Linked DNA regions of Zea mays: region 2 is linked to region 1. A link is a contact called in public Hi-C data. All regions are on one chromosome and are shown on one strand. Each heading gives the region's core, a stretch centred on a gene start, on an enhancer-like site or on the middle of the called end of the contact. The rest is flanking DNA. Distances are from core to core; before and after follow the strand shown. Region 1 holds the start of pco060792. Region 2 holds the start of LOC103636430 (PHD finger protein).

Region 1 (7,878 bases), core at 3,117-5,616:
GGAGAGCCCCAGCTTGAACTCTCAATCCTCCTTTACATCATCAACATGAAACCTGATGTTTATGACAAGCTGATCTGCGTGGCCCATGGTTTCGTTAGTGACGAAGAGCATGAGACTATCTGTAACGTGTTCAAGTTTGTCAAAGCAACAAGCTCCAACCAAAATTCTGAAGTCAATGGCCTCGAGAAACTGCCTGATGTGAAGAAGTTATTGCATAGTGAGAGCGTTTGTTCGGCGCTTCTATCACTCGCTGACATGAGGGAAAGCCTCTATGGTTCGAACACTTTGGAAGATGACGAGGAAGAGCTTCACGCATGCTGCGTTGTCAACGAAAGGAAGCTCTACCATTCTCTGGTTTTGCGGGTGAGTGAGAGAAGGATACTTCGTAGATTGAGGGAGTTTGCCTCTAGTGGGTCAAAGGGCCGGAAGAGGAAGCACCCCTAGTGTTTAAGCAATATTCTGCGGGTCAGGCTTGGTATTCCTGAACACCATGCTCAATAAAGGTATGGTGACGTTCTGCAATTCTGCTGCTCTTGTAATGGAATACTAACATTTTTAGGAACAATAACTACATACAGGCATGCTTTGTTTTCTTTAAGTAGATTAGATACTTGAGATTTACGACGTGGGGGACATTATGTGTTGGTTTGCGTGGTAACAAACATTTGGACAAGAAAAATCCACAAGAGGTTCTCTCTCAGTCTCTATAGAAAATAAATGTGCGGACGTACCAATGTGCTAAAAAGTACACAGTAATAAAGAAACAAGAGGGAATACCTATAGTTTTATAAAAAACTCTTTAACAAACCATAATTTTATCTATCGATGGATACAGATCCAACGGACTAAAAAGTCTGTTTACATTTAGTACCTGCTTGTATATTAGTTGTTGCCCACAGTTTATTCATATTTAAAGAAATTAGGAGTTTATGCATCTAGGGCGATGGTAACGGACTAAAATGTCTGCTTCCACGCTTACATCTGGTATCTGCTGGCATATTAGTCCTTGTCTATATGATTAGTCGTTGTCTATAGTTTATTCATATTTAAAGAAACTAGAAACTAGGAGTTTATGCATCTAGGACGGTGGTATTTGGATGGGCCAAACCCGGTTTTAGATGGTACGGTCAAGTATCAGGTACCATTTTTTTCTGGTTTAAAAATTCGGGGACACAAGGTGACTGAGCATTCCAAATTCGAAAATCGCAAATGTATTTCACTTAAAAAATGTGCCGCTGTGTAGTGTCACACATCCGCTGTCAAATTGTACTCCTGTAACTTTCCTGTAATCCAAAAATACAATAAGACCTGAAATTGGAAGCTGCAAAAGATGATCTGGCTCGACGCAGAAATCCTACACTCCTAGTAGACTAGTACTATGGAAATGGAGCAAATTTAGTGTACGGTGGCCAGTACAAGTGAATTTCCAACTTGTATATCACCTTTGGCCGGTCCGAGTCCACCGGCGACGACCGGACGTACCCCTCCGTGTACAGAAAATCGCCGGTGCCGCCCACCACCGGGTACACCGAGGGCTTGGTGTTGTGGGAGCCCCCAAGGACGGACACGGAGCCCCTGTAGCCGCGGTGGCGGAGCGAGATCTTGGCCGCCAGCAGGTTGTGGAGCCCGTCGAAGCTCGTCGTGATGGAGGCCCCCTCCATCACGCCGGCCCAGGGCTGGTCCTGAGATTTCAGGGACCCGGGGCGAAACCAAAAATTGGGGCCTTTAAAGCTTTATCTATAATTTTTTTTTACTTTCTTCTAAATACATCGATAATTTTTTTATATGATAAAAAACTCAAATATATTAAAATAAATTCAAATATGTTTACATATTACTTCAAAAAAAATTTCTAACATTTCTTGATGCGAAGTCGTTGATAATAGTGTTGTTACCAATCTTGTCCAATAATTTCTTCTCAATACATAAAGTGGCCAATCCGTTGAGCCGTTCTTGAGACATTGTTGACCTTAAATAGTTCTTCAACAATTTCAACTTTGAAAAGCTTCTCTCAGCTGATGCAACAGTTACAAGCACAGTAAATAATATCTGGTAAGTGATTGAAATATTTGGATATGAATCCATTTGCCGAACATATTCAAAGATCTCCATAGAAGATATTGGACTTTCAGGTAAACTTAGCTTCAAGCAGTTGAAGCCGTGACCTGTGCTGTGATTCCGTGAATAGGCAGCACAGCAGGCCTGGGGACCGGCAAGAAGATGGCAGGACTGCAATGTGAGGTGATCAGATGGCAAGGGCGGCAAGCGCAGGGCACAATCGCGCAAGGGCAAGGCTTTCGCGTGCGTTTGTGGCGGCCGGCGGTGATTAGGGATTTTTTTATTCCAATTACCGTGGTGTCCAGGTAGTTGAATCAACATGGGCCTAATTAGATTAGTTTTACGTGGACCTGGCCATAATACGTATATACACTATATGTATACCTGGGGTGGGGCCCCTGGAATTTTGGGGCCCAGTGCAGCCGCTCCGGTTGCCCGCCCTCAGGACCGGCCCTGCGCCGGCCACGGGGGAGTCGCTGTCGTTGTGCAGGGTCAGGTCGTCGCGGAAGACGTAGATGCTGCCGAAGGGCCTGGTGGTGTCGCTCGAGGGGGCGCCTTCGTCGCCGGTGACGACGACGTACCCGGTCTCGTTCAGCCTGTCGTGCTGGTACACGGTGAAGATATCGATCTTGCCGGCCATTGTTGTCGCGGCCGACACAGGAGAGAATCGATGAGGCTGGAGCTGGTAAACGAGCCATGGGATCAGGCATACCAGCAAGGTTTTAGTGCTTGTACCCATGGTGATTGTTTGGATTGCCACCTGTTTTTTTTTCAGAGTTCGAAGGTGAATGTCCCGGCCGTTTCGGTTCGTTCAATGCCACCAGATTGCAACCTGACTTTTACCTGACGTAGGGTGTTTGGTGGCATCGGTAGCTTGTTTCTTGGTGTGCTACTGTCAACTTGATCTTGCTAATCCCTTTGTCTAAAAATAAAAATAATAATCTTGCTACCCGTCTACCCGAGTCAAACACCTTAGTACATTATAATTGACAACTGATTTGAGCGACTGTAGCACCAAATAATCATCAATAATGAAACTATGTATAATGTTTGGTTCTATAAGAAAAACTGATTATTTTTTATTTAACTTTATTATACTAAAAGATCAGAGGAAGATTCACCGTGTTCTGTGGGGCGTTGGGATTAATTTTAGATAACATAACAAAATCTCAGTTTGTATCATCTGATAATGGTACACAACTGAGAATGCAAACAAGTCGGAGGATCCATGCGACTCAATTCTTACATTCAGGAATAGAAATAAAAGCAAAAAAACATAGACAAGTTTAGTGTAACCAGGACAAATGACTAAGGTTGGGAGGGCTCTTAAACCGGCTCTGGTTTCGGCTCCTAGAGAAGCCAGAAGCCCTCATAAACAGTCTTCAAAAAGAGTTCCTAACAAAAAACACTTAGGAGCCATAGCCATTTCTAGAAAGAGAAGCCGGAGCCAAAAAAAAAAAAAAGCTCCTAACGTCTCCTCCTTCCACTCTCCATCTTGCCCTTCTCTTACGTTAAGAGAAGTCATGCTGCTAAACAATTTGTTAAAAAAATACTAGCTCCTATAGAGAAACTGCTCTTGAAGAGAAACAAGAGCCGGAGTTATTTTCAAAGAAGCCAAAGCTGTGCTAAATATGCCCTACGACTATCTCCACCAAACTCTCTATCTCACCTCATATTTTTAAATACTACTACATAAATAGTATAGTTTACTGTGCAAAACAGTGTTTTGTGTGGCGATCGGCGATATGCACGATCTGCTTTGTTGCTCGTTATGTCTTTTGATGAGAGTTGACAGTGTTTTAGGTGCCTGTCCTAGTACAACCTTGACGTGCCTCTCATCGACGTTGTCTTTGTGAAAGATGTTTGATAGTCTATCAATCGAATAATATGATCAACACTAATTTAATCAGTTTTTTTTTCTAATCTTAGATTGTAATATTATGTGTCAATCTTAGATGTGCTAATCTTAGATTGTAAGATCGTTTTTGCACCACATGCACTGGTGCGGTTACCACGGGACTGCCGTGACGTATATGACAAGGCGTTCTTTGTCCTAGAGATCTAGATCCAAGCTGTGGATTTTCTCGAGACCAACAGCAATTTTCGTCTGTCTGTGTATATGGCCTAGTAAGCCCATAATTTAAGACCGGCCCGATCCAAGACTAAGAGGCCCATCCCGGAAGTCCGTTTTCTTTCCTTGTTGGCGTGTCCAAGGAAATACGCCGTCATGCGTCATTGCTTACACGACGCTGACTACGCGACTTCGACGCGGGCCGGCAAGCCGAACCGATTCCGGCGGAGTCCGGATGATTCGTATTGCTGCGCGTTATTAAAACTTTGCGGTGCGACCAACCAAACCCAATGTTTTTGAGGCGCCCGTCCAAGCATCCCATCCATTCTCTCTCGCTGCTCTGCTCCCCACGGACCACGGGGCACCACCACAAACCAGACGCGACGCACGCGCGCAAAATCATCCGGCGGAGCCAGGGCGGAGGCAAGCCAGAGACGCGGCACGCGACGCGTGAGGGCGAGGAGCAGCGGCAGCGCGGGCGCGGCGACACCGCGAGGACAGAGCGAGACGCAGCGGCGGAGGAGGGGCAGAGGCGAGCGCCGCCTAGAGTCCCTGCTACCATGGACACTTTCTTCCTGTCGCACGGCTCGCCCACGCTCTCCATCGACGACAACATCCCGGCGCGGCACTTCTTCAAGTCGTGGGTGCCGGCGAAGGTCGCGGGCGACCAGCCCCCGCGCGCCATCCTCGTCGTGTCGGGACACTGGGACACGGCCACGCCGGAGGTCAACGTCATCCGCGGCAGCAACGACACCATTTACGACTTCTATGGCTTTCCCAAGCCCATGTACAAGGTCCGCTCGATGCCTACCAACCACCATGCTCTCTCTCTCTCTCTCTCTCTCTCTCGCGCGCGCGAAGAATCCGTTGTGAAGCCTCACCGATTTAGATGATCCAGCGCGTCAAACTAGGGGCCCGCATAGGCAACTTTGCGAGCCATTTGGATAGAGTTCTTGTCTTCCTCTGCGCAAGGGAAAAGGTCAAAAATCGGAAATTCTCCCATTCTTATAGAACATGTGATGGCCGATGCAGTTGATCGTTACAGTCGTTCGTTGTTGAAATCCTTCTCGGGTAGACAAGATGGCCCACGCAGTGCTTTTGAGTTACCCCCCAGCAGATCATGATCTATGCAGGTCCAGAAATGGGGGTTCTTGTCTCGAATCATGAGATCACTGGTGCCAGTGACCGATGTTCTGGTTAACTCAACATGGAATTTAGATGTGAAAAATGCAGTATCATAGATCCATAGGCCATTCATTGGGGGAAAGTAGCCAGCCTCTTGCAGATGTAGACATCTAGCTGACCTGAACGCCACCAACCCCGGTGTCCCTTCTCCTGATAGACTCGCTTGTCAGCAGCCACAGTGACGCTTGATGGCTCGCTCACATAGAAGTAGGTAAGGTGCGCCTGCCACTAGCATTTACCGAACTGACTGACGTGTTTTAATGTGCCAGATCTAATAGCTAGTTGGCAAAAATTTAAGTAAAATTAGTTGATTTTAGCTTAGTTGAACGAGCTAATTAACTAATGGGTAGTTAAGGGTGCAGCTAATAGTTAGCTAGACTACTAGTTAGAGGTGTTTAGATGTCTCCAATCAAAAGCAGCTAATCTCTGAACTATTATGTTAGAATATCTCTAGCTAATTTTAATATCTAACCATTAGCTCTAGTGTATTTATATAACAATCGGCCGGGATTCTGTATTTCTATTTTATGATGATCTCGGTCAAAGTAAAAAAAAAGTGGCGTTTTTTTTCCTGTGATGTATGCCTACTGTATTATCTCACAAGCAATTGTTTTACTAGTATTCACAGTTTAGGTACTGTTACTACTATACTTTAGCATCTGAATTGCCTAATACTATGTAATGTATAATGGTTGAGACTTGAACTATCTCATACATGCATAAGGATTAAGAGTCTAGGTGCCCTCTAGGTCCCCAGATTTGTTCGGTCTGATGTCAGTTGAAATTTGTAGTTTGGTGTTTTATATTGTGAAAGCTTATCTTAGTTTAGTCAAAATCTTTTTTTTATCATGATTCTTAGGTCCTTGTTTGGCCTCCAAGTTTCCATTCCACTTATTAGCTAGAGACATGCGCCAACTTGTCTTTAGGTTTTTGCTATTGGTTGGTAGTCTACGCTTCCAGAAAACGTGGGCTCAGTAAGCAGGTAGCACCGTAGCAGCTAATATAAGAGGGTGTTTGGTTTGTGTCAGGTCAAATGTTTGAATATCAATTTATAAGTATTAAACATAGGCTTTAATTCTGTGCTTGGAATAATTCTATGTTTGGAATAATGTCACATGTCATTGCAAATCTCCTGGGTCAGTTCTAATTTCTGCAGCACTAATGCTGATTAGCGTGATTTGCTGTCACATCACATATCTGAAACTTTCAGAATGAACCCGCTATTCTTTTTATTTATGCTCGTCTAAACTAAACACAGTGTGTAAATTTACAAACAGAAATGTTTACCGCTGGTGCAGAAAAGGTCTGATGCAGAGCACTGGTTGTGGCTGATGATGTTTGTAGTAGCTGGTTCAGTCTTCTGGACATGATGCTTGGATTGCTCTGACTGTAGTCTGTCTGAGGTTTCCCTCCCGGATGATCCTGAATAAGCTCTGATCATGCAGCTCAAGTACCCCGCTCCGGGCGCCCCGGACCTGGCCCTGCGGACCAAAGGGCTCCTGGAGCAAGCCGGGTTCGGCCCCGTGAAGGAGGACCACAGCCGCGGGCTGGACCACGGCGCCTGGGTGCCGCTGATGCTCATGTACCCGGACGCCGACATCCCCGTGTGCCAGCTGTCGGTGCAGAGCGACCGGGACGGCGCGTACCACTACAGCCTCGGCAGGGCGCTGGCGCCGCTGCGGGAGGAGGGCGTCCTCGTCCTCGGCTCCGGCAGCGCCACGCACAACCTGCGCAAGATGGGGCCGTTCGACGCGCCCGTGCCGCAGTGGGCCGCCGAGTTCGACGCCTGGCTCAAGGACTCGCTCCTCGACGGAAGGTAAACTGCTGAGACGCCCTGCTGCTGCTGCTGCTGCTTAGTGCTTATCCGCGTCCGGTGGCCTTGTCAGGTACGAGGACGTGAACCGGTTCGAGGAGAAAGCGCCGCATGGGAGGGTGGCGCACCCGTGGCCGGACCACTTCTACCCGCTGCACGTGGCGCTCGGCGCCGCCGGGGACGGCGCAAAGGCGGAGCAGATCCACCAGTGCTGGACCAACGCCACGCTCTCCTACGCGTCCTACAGGTTCACCACCAAGAGCTGACGCGCCCGTGCAGCTGTCGGGTGGAGGACCGCCACCCCCCTCCCCCCCGGGGCCAGCTGCTGAATTCGTGGGAAGCACATCCGTCGACGTGCGCGACAGCATTCATATACACGCACCGCATGTAGAAATGTGTTTTTCTCAATAAACTCCCGAGTGCCGATCGCGGTAGATATGTCTTGCATTGTTCAACGCAGCAGCTTGTTTCGAGAAGCATTCTGTTGTTAAATCTCATTCCATCATCATTGTCTTCAAGTGGTGCATATTACGGAGTACGTGTCTTTTTGCCCTTCTCACCGTTCTGCTGCTTGCTTTGTGAACTTCTCATCCTCGATGTCATTTTTTTTCTTCCAAAAGTCAGCAAGAGAATTGCCGAGTAAATTCATCAGAGAGCAAGCAAAGAAAACCATGGTAGGTAAGAGAAAGGGCACAATTTCTCCCATTTTCTGAACCATTTTTTTCTAGTCGCCAGGTTGAACAGATTGATG
Region 2 (7,878 bases), core at 2,331-4,830, 130 kb after region 1:
TTCTGCAGATGAAATTTTCAGGGACTTCCTCAAAATCACTTATCCCAGAGCACCTGGTATGCTGCCAGACTCCACATATGTCACAAGCTAGCATCCGTTCCCCATCATCATCCTTGGCCCCACATGAGCAGTCCACCGTCCAGTTCTCCAAACCCCTCTCCATCCTGAACTGTACAATTCTCCTGTAATCCCCAGTGCAACGTCCCCTTACTCGAAGCAACTGGCCTGATCCAAGCACATGCTTCACGGGGGTTGTATCACTGAAGTTTGGAAAGTCAGGGAGCTGTTCAGTCTGGAAGCTTTGGAACATCAGGTACGTTTCTTGGAAAGCCTTTGAAGCCTGTACTTTCAGATCACCTAGGGTAGCACTTGCTGGTAGAAGTACAAGTTCTTCTGGAGGTGTCGTGTAATCTTTTGGGTGATCAAGCAGTTCAATGGAGCACCTCACACAGAGCAGGAATGGATTTGAAGGAGTCCGCAGAGCATGCTCATCATAATGTTTGATGAACTGCTTGCAATCAATTATCTTTGCTGCTGCGCTGTGTGCTGATGCACCAACCACCTCTGGTTGTGAAGACAACATGGACTCCGGGTTCAGCAAAGCATCGTAGAGGAACCTTAGATCATGCAACAGTTGGTCAACAGAAGGTCCAAATGTAGCTGCATTTGCTGGAGACCGAACGGAGGAAGATTCCAGCCTGATTGTCATGAAACAATTTAGCCAGGAAAGTTTCCGGATCAAGTTCATCAATTTTATGAAGGGAAAGCAATCAGTGCTCACCTGTACTCGATTGCACTAGTACCGGCATTGCAACGGACAGCAACACAAAGGCCATTATCCAGTTGTTTCCCACCCAGTCCTCGGAGAGAATAATCAAGCAGCTCTTGCGAATCAACAGCCTTCGACGCAGCACCCCTCAGTGCCCGCCAAGATACCCACTGTCCAGTTTGGACGACCTGGAGAACCTTGAGCATTGCACCTTCTGCTCTATGTAGATCTTCTTTAGTCCATGCACACAGCTCATTAGATGTAAGCTCCTTGTGCTTGTCTGCTGAGGGTTTTGACATCTTTTGACCTTGATGGAGGAGGTGCATAATGAAGCGGAAAAGATCCCGGAGGGTTACTAGTTGGCGATTAGAGAGCGCCCAATAAAGAGCGATTGTGTTCTGCAATGGAGTCCTAATTTGGCTGCGGTGCGAGAAGTACAGCGCCAGGTTTATGCTGGAAAGCATGTCTACTGCATTTCGGTAGGTGTCTGAGGTGAGAGCAAAGCTGCCGGCACCAAACTTGTATCCCCATTGGCCGTACCAAGGGTGCCCACTTATGACTGCATGAAGAAGTCTGTAGTCCATTCCATGTTTCTTGGATATATCCATGACAGTTACCTTCCTGCAGTAATGGAAATGATAGTTATTAGGTTGGAGAAAGGCATCATGGAAAGAGACCAATCCCAATCAAACAACTGTTATGTTCTTTGGGCCAGCGGAAATTCCATTTACCTCACATGTAACACCTTGCACAGGCGATCCCACAGGCTCATTATGTCACGGCCAGTGAGGAATCTTGAGCCACCTTCACGCCCATTTACCCTGAGAAGATGCCCATAACCATTTGCATGCACCACAGCGTGCAGCAAGTGGGTGGGGTCATCCAGATGCAGGTATGCACACTCTTCAATCTCCTCCCCATCCATATCGAAATTGCACAGAGCACACCTGGAGACGGCAGTGCATTCAGAGTAAGAGTATGTTGCATATTCGGAGCATCACAAGGTTACTTGGCGAATCCTTCATTCCGAGAAATTTTCTATGTGCTGCCTATGAATATAGTAATAGAAACACTTCTGAATTCTCATCTTATATTACAAATGCAAGCAAGCACGCCCCATCCAAACACAGACCTATATGAAGCACTCATCTTACATTCAGATTGGGTGATCCAGATCATTACAGGCATCAATGGCACAGCACGTTGGCATAAAGTTGGTCATGTATTAACATTCGGCATTATAGACATCGAACGCACAAGCATGTTCCATTTCCCCCATTCGCTGTTGTGTGAGAAGGTATATAATTTTCTTTCTGAAATGTGCCTCTCACCTTGATTCTCCAGCGGCCATGGGTGTTCCGCAGCGGAGGCAGCAGGTGCGCCGGCGGCCAGAAAGGTGGCTACTGTCGTTCTCGATGATGAAATGGTACCGCTTCACGCAGACCGGGTGTCCACTCCAGCCTACAACCAAACAAACAAATCAGACGCATGATTCCATTGCAGATGCCGTGTTGTTGTATGTAACAGTGTGCAAGTATATGACAATTCAATCAATCATTCTAACGGGCGGTTGCACACTGAAAGCAACAGCCTAACGATTGGGATTGGCTGATACGACGAAAACTAGCAGATATTTCAGTGGGAAAAAAACTGCCCGCAAAAATCAATAAAATTTCTAAGAAATAAGACAGTCGTTGGATTTCAAAAACTTAAATCGACGACAAGAAAACAGTAACAGAGGAGCAGATCGTAAGAAGAAAAAAACGAACGGGTTCGTCCATTGAATCCAAAACAAAAAAAAATCGGAGGAAAAAAGGACGAAAAAGTGAGGAAAGCAACTCACCCACGACTCTGCACTGGTCACAATACACAGATCGGGATCGGAGCACATCCTCCTCAACGACGTTGAGCTCTACCCCGCCGCCGCTCTCTTCCTCCCCGGCCTCCCCGACCCTTAGGGACACCCTCCAGATCAGCAGGTGCGGCGGGGCGGCCGCGGCCGCCGGAGAGAAGATGGACGGCAACGGGAGCAGCCTCGCATGCTTTGCGAGGAACCCTCTCACCGCCTCCCTGAACGTCCCGGCCGCCCCGCAGTCTCCGGCCGCCGGGAACCTCGCGAAGTCCCTGGCCTCGACCCGCGCCCTCGCCCTCTTCAGCGGCCGGCCGTTGACCACCATCTCCCCCTCCGCCGCCGTCGTCAGATCCCCTCAGATCTGCAACGCACCGTCGTCTTCCTCGTCGTCGATTAACCGGATCGGAACTCAGGTTAGGGTTTGCGGCGGCGGCGGTAGCTGCGAGATAACGAGGAGGATGGTGATGGGGTCGATTCCTTCGAGGTGAAGCACGATCAGGTGCGCCTGGTCTTTGTGCACCAGAGGGGACGGAGCAAATGTCGGGCCCACGTAATCGTGCGTGGCGTACAGTGGAGTGGGTCTATGCATGCTATGGTGGAATGGGCTCGTCAGGTCGTGGCAGAGCGCTAACCAGGGTTAATCGTGGGTGGGGTGGGTGGTTGGGTTCGAGAGCTTTCCGAAAAGGAGGCGCGAGAAATGGGAGGGAATAAAGGATCGGGGCAGTGTCGTCATTTTGTATCCATGGCTCGATGAGAGGTCCAGTACGGCACATCAAAGTGATCCTGTGTAGGGACAAATTACACAACTGCCCTCATAGTCCGTGGACCCTAGAATGCTTTTATTTCGATTCGTTGTGTACAGACCACAGAATCCCTCCACTCGAAACGTGTCCACTGTAATCTTTATAGGCGACTTTCTCAAGTCACAGAGACAAGTGATACGGTATTTTTTAAGTATACCCTTCTGCAAACATGTTGTCGTATTGGGTAGTTGCCACAAATTTGATTTTTTTCTATAAATCTGCAATATAAATTTCTATCATTTATTCAGTCTTGTCACACAGGGGCGGAAAAAAAATCCAAACGCAATGCTGCGGCTCCTCTGCAGCAGCCCTTTTCTATATGTACTGTTCAATCACCAAGGCTTATTTTTCTTTTAAATCGTGGTGTCTGGTAGATGATGTGACTAGCTAAATTTTACTATCAAGATACCCGGTCACCTTGGTTTTTTATTTAGTAATTAAACTAACAAGTAACGTCTTTTTATAACGTTCGATTTTAAGGTCAATGTTGAAGGGGGAAAAACTAAACTCGTTTAACTAAGTTCATATTGCTAACTGCTAAACAAACTTCTAGATGATCCAAACAACCAAGCTTATAATTAGCTTACTTTTGAAGCATCTAACCGCACCGCTTACAAAAAGCTATTGGCTGGCGCACACTAGCTATTACAACTTAAACATTTAGTTGATTCAGATAGATAGATAGATAGGGCCTTACTTTGAGACAACGTTGACGAGATGACATATGAAATTTGATTGAAACTTCTTTTAGGAGATACTAAATAGATTAGTCGAATTTCTCACTACATCGCTCCCCATGTGGCTAGTACTTGGAGAATGAAGGAATATGATGTCTAGTCAAACTATAAAATGCATATTAACCGTAAACTAAGGTAAAACATTTGGTTAGATTTCTTGTTATGGAACTAGAATATGCTTACTCTGATTTTCTAGATTTATTTCAGGATTTGATAACATAATTATTTTAGTAATACATATTAGAAAAAAGAAAGCTACTTGAAGCCATAATTTCATAGGTGGCGTGTGTCGCGTGACGGTAACCAAAAGGTGGTGAACAATATAACACTTAGTGAAAAGCTAATGTAACACTAAAGTTGTTCTTATCAATGAAATGCCACGTTAGATTTTATACTAACTTATATTTTATTAAATTCAATTATGTTTACAAAAATATTATCAATATTTATATTCAAAATAGTTTTACTATATAAATACATCATATAATTCATCTAATAATATATACTATGCAGTGTGTATGTTTTATTTTATATATTTAGTTGAACTTAAGATTTGTTGGCTCTTTGAAAAAAATGATAAAATAACTTCTTCATTATTTGATGGAGTGCTTTGCCCATCTTAAAACAATCTCACATCTTAGACAAAGTATTTAAAATTAGCTATATCTATAAAAATTATTATTTATAGTTGTATACTCTAGTATGTTTTAGCTGTTAATCTACTAATATTTATTGTGCGTGAAACTCATTTCTTATCGTCGTGGCAGGCTTGGAGTAGACTGGGTGACAGAACTGTAGAAGAAAGCAAAGTCGCGGAGGAGTTGATGGCTTGATGCGTTCAGCACGGGAGGGCAGATGTGGAACCGAAACCGACCTAAAAAATTATTGGTCTGCCGATGGACGAAAATACCCTTCAAAGTATGAAAACTACTCAGCCGAGCAGGTTGCAGCTTTCCCGCGGCATTGCCGGGCGCCCGGCCGAAACGCCCAAAACTTCAGGCCACCCGTATTCCTCGTCCTCGCGCCTAAATTTGGCGGGACACGTGGCTCAAGGATCTTGGTTGGACCAGCGACTGCTAATTCAAAAGGAATCGGATAAACGGGTAACTGACTATTCTATTTCTAGGAAGGATCAGATAGTACAATTGTAATTTTTTCAGACGTCCCAAATATAGTTCTTAGTCCGAATGGATGAGACTAGCGCTGAACCACGGTTTGGAGGAGGCTTTGAAAACAGACGTTGCAAGCCTGCCATGATCTTGGGATGTCGAACAATTTTAGTTTAACTAGAACTCTAAAAAAATGGCATTAACATCCGTTATCTAAAATAGGTTTAGCATAAAAATATACAACACAATTAATTTGCTGATGCTTATTCAGTATTATCTCTGTCTCTAAATAAATCATTTTCTAGAATTCTGCAAGTAACAACTTTATAGAAACAGTAACATTTTTATAGCATAAGGTAAGTAACATTTTTTATGCATTATCTGATGACCATGGCCTTACAACGAAAAACTCTGGTCCTTTAAAGCGTGGGTTTCGTACGTTGTGTGTTACGCACGAATCGCGTATAGTAGATCTGTTTTTTCACATCTCACCTAACAATCAAGTTGTTACCTCGTAGATAGGTCATGAGAAAACAACCAAGTCTAACATGATATGAAGCCACACACAACAACATTGCTTTTGAATAGTACCACCTCGTTAGGAGGAAGAGCGATCATGCGAGCTATAAAAAAGGGCATATATTCTTTTCAATGTGTATCTTTCTTGACTTTTTAGCCAAGATAAAGTGTAATTTAATATCTGGTACATGGGTTATCTGTCCACTTTAACTTTAAACTTTTTTTCGTCGAGGGTTCATTTAATATATTTTTGTGTGTGTGTGGAGAGGATCCATCACACTGGCTTGCAACTAGATCTTCGGGTGTCAAATAACTATTGCACTAAACCATAGAATATGATCGGTGTATCGTCTACATACGTTGTACTTTTGTGCAACCGTGCAAGCGAGGTTCCTGGTTTGTTAGATTATAATCCAACCATGTATCACATTTAACACTTAAATCAATCCACCATCAGCTCGTGTAGATTTATAGAGAACCCTATAACAAACCACGATTATGGCTATAGCTAGATTATGATCTAACAGTCTAAGAGGCTCGCTTGCACATAAGTCTGATTGCATATTAGTTGTTGTATGACGTCGAAGCCTCTAGCTTAACTAAATATTTCTGAAAAAATATTATGAATATACTTTTTAAATATTTTACTATGTTTCGGGGTTAAAAAAGACATCCAAGGGCCACCGTGCAATTTTTTTTTTTCATCCAAAAAGGATCACGTTGACACACCAATAATAATCCATGCGCTTTTACGTGGATCATAGCATGCCGTCTCAAGTGAAACAACCACGCTTGCCATGCGGAATGTGTCATGCCAAACAGTGGCGCAGGCGCTTCCCTCTCGCCTTCGCGTTTTCATCAAGTGAAGCTCCGCATACAACAAGTGTTCCGACGAGAATGGCAATCTCGTCTCATGTGGCGGCGTTCCAGACGGCGCCTTCGCCTTCGCCGCACGCCTTGTGGATGTGGCGCATCCGGTCCACCGACTTACAGACGCCGCTGCACGACCAGTCGAAGGACGCCACGCACACGTTCCCGGCTCGCTTCTTCCACTCGCAGTCTGCACACGCAGTCAGAGTCACTAGGCAGTGTATATAGGTGAATTGTTCAGGAGAGGAGGGGTGACGCTGGCTGTCAGTTTCATGACCCACCTGGAGGCGTCGCGCAGCACATGCTCCGGTCGTCGACGTGCTCGACCTCGAGCCCGATCAGCCACGCCCCCAGCGAGACGTCCTCGTTCGCGAACCTGTGCAGGATCGGCCTGGAAACGATGCACGCACGCACGTCAGACGCACAGACGAACGCGGCCACACGTGGCATTATGTATATGTGTCCGGAAACATAACTGGTTGATGGAGATGTAGGCGGCGAGGTCCTTGGAGATGGCGTAGATTTGGCCGGTGGCGTGGCGGAAGTACTTGTTGCCCTCGTCGCCGAACTTCCAGTACTCTGGCTCGTGGTACTTGACTCCTCTGCAACAACAGATACAGAGACACAGTACAGTACAGGCCGGTCTCACTCGACAGAACAGAACTAACTCGGCTGTGAGAAGAAGAAGAAGAAAAATGATCTCTGCTCACTTCTGTGACAGGACAGGCCCGGACTTCATGCAGCCGACGTACACCCTCGGGCGCGTCCTGTGTTTCGCCAGCCTGCTCGCCAGCATCCCTGTGCAGTTGGAAACGAGATTCTTACGGCCTGCTACTGCTACGACCATCCTGTAACGACGACTCGCCGCAATGATCAATGCATGGCCCCGCCAGCACGCACGTACCGAGGTTGAGGTGGATGTCGTCGTCGACCTTGACGTAGAAGTCGGCGTCCCAGGTGGCGACGGCGGTGGTGAAGTAGGTCCTGGTCTTGGACGACAGCTCGTGGTAGCCCTCGGCGTGGTCCAGCCGCATGAAGTCCCTGGTCTCGGCCTCCTCCGCGTCCAGGGCGCGGTCCAGCGCGCCGCCGCCCGGCGTGCCGCTGTGCCCGATCACGAACCGGACCACGATCCCCTTCTCCCGCTCCAGCTTCCTCAGCTTATCCCCTGCACGCGCGATGCGCCCGCCGTCCCGTACGTTACGTACGTGATCAATGTATA

The links. A called contact is a pair of places that touch in the nucleus more often than the background predicts.
Region 2: a contact with region 1 is called in a Hi-C map of leaf, with 4 times the contacts expected there. The contact joins the promoter of LOC103636430 here to the promoter of pco060792 in region 1. A contact is called at or near these places in 12 of 25 Hi-C or Micro-C datasets (bundle sheath, ear, endosperm and 2 more).

What each region holds. Positions count from the first base shown.
Region 1 is chr8:171,744,670-171,752,547 of Zm-B73-REFERENCE-NAM-5.0, forward strand. pco060792 reads left to right here and starts at 4,367. Exons shown (of 3, transcript NM_001153652.2): 1 at 4,367-4,923; 2 at 6,760-7,130; 3 at 7,201-7,686. The coding sequence starts at 4,420. The coding sequence ends at 7,393. LOC100272935 (SET domain-containing protein) reads left to right here. Exons shown (of 6, transcript NM_001147387.1): 6 at 1-671. The coding sequence ends at 444. It overlaps LOC100277098, which reads right to left and starts at 3,061. Exons shown (of 4, transcript XM_020542790.3): 1 at 2,507-3,061; 2 at 1,646-1,676; 3 at 1,597-1,643; 4 at 624-1,595. The coding sequence starts at 2,797. The coding sequence ends at 1,377.
Region 2 is chr8:171,875,698-171,883,575 of Zm-B73-REFERENCE-NAM-5.0, forward strand. LOC103636430 (PHD finger protein) reads right to left here and starts at 3,581. Exons shown (of 5, transcript XM_008658780.4): 1 at 2,613-3,581; 2 at 2,101-2,230; 3 at 1,501-1,716; 4 at 782-1,390; 5 at 1-698. The coding sequence starts at 2,946. ms8 (Male Sterile8) reads right to left here. Exons shown (of 9, transcript NM_001369666.1): 5 at 7,564-7,824; 6 at 7,370-7,457; 7 at 7,136-7,261; 8 at 6,941-7,050; 9 at 6,464-6,849. The coding sequence ends at 6,701. It also overlaps the pseudogene LOC100501026.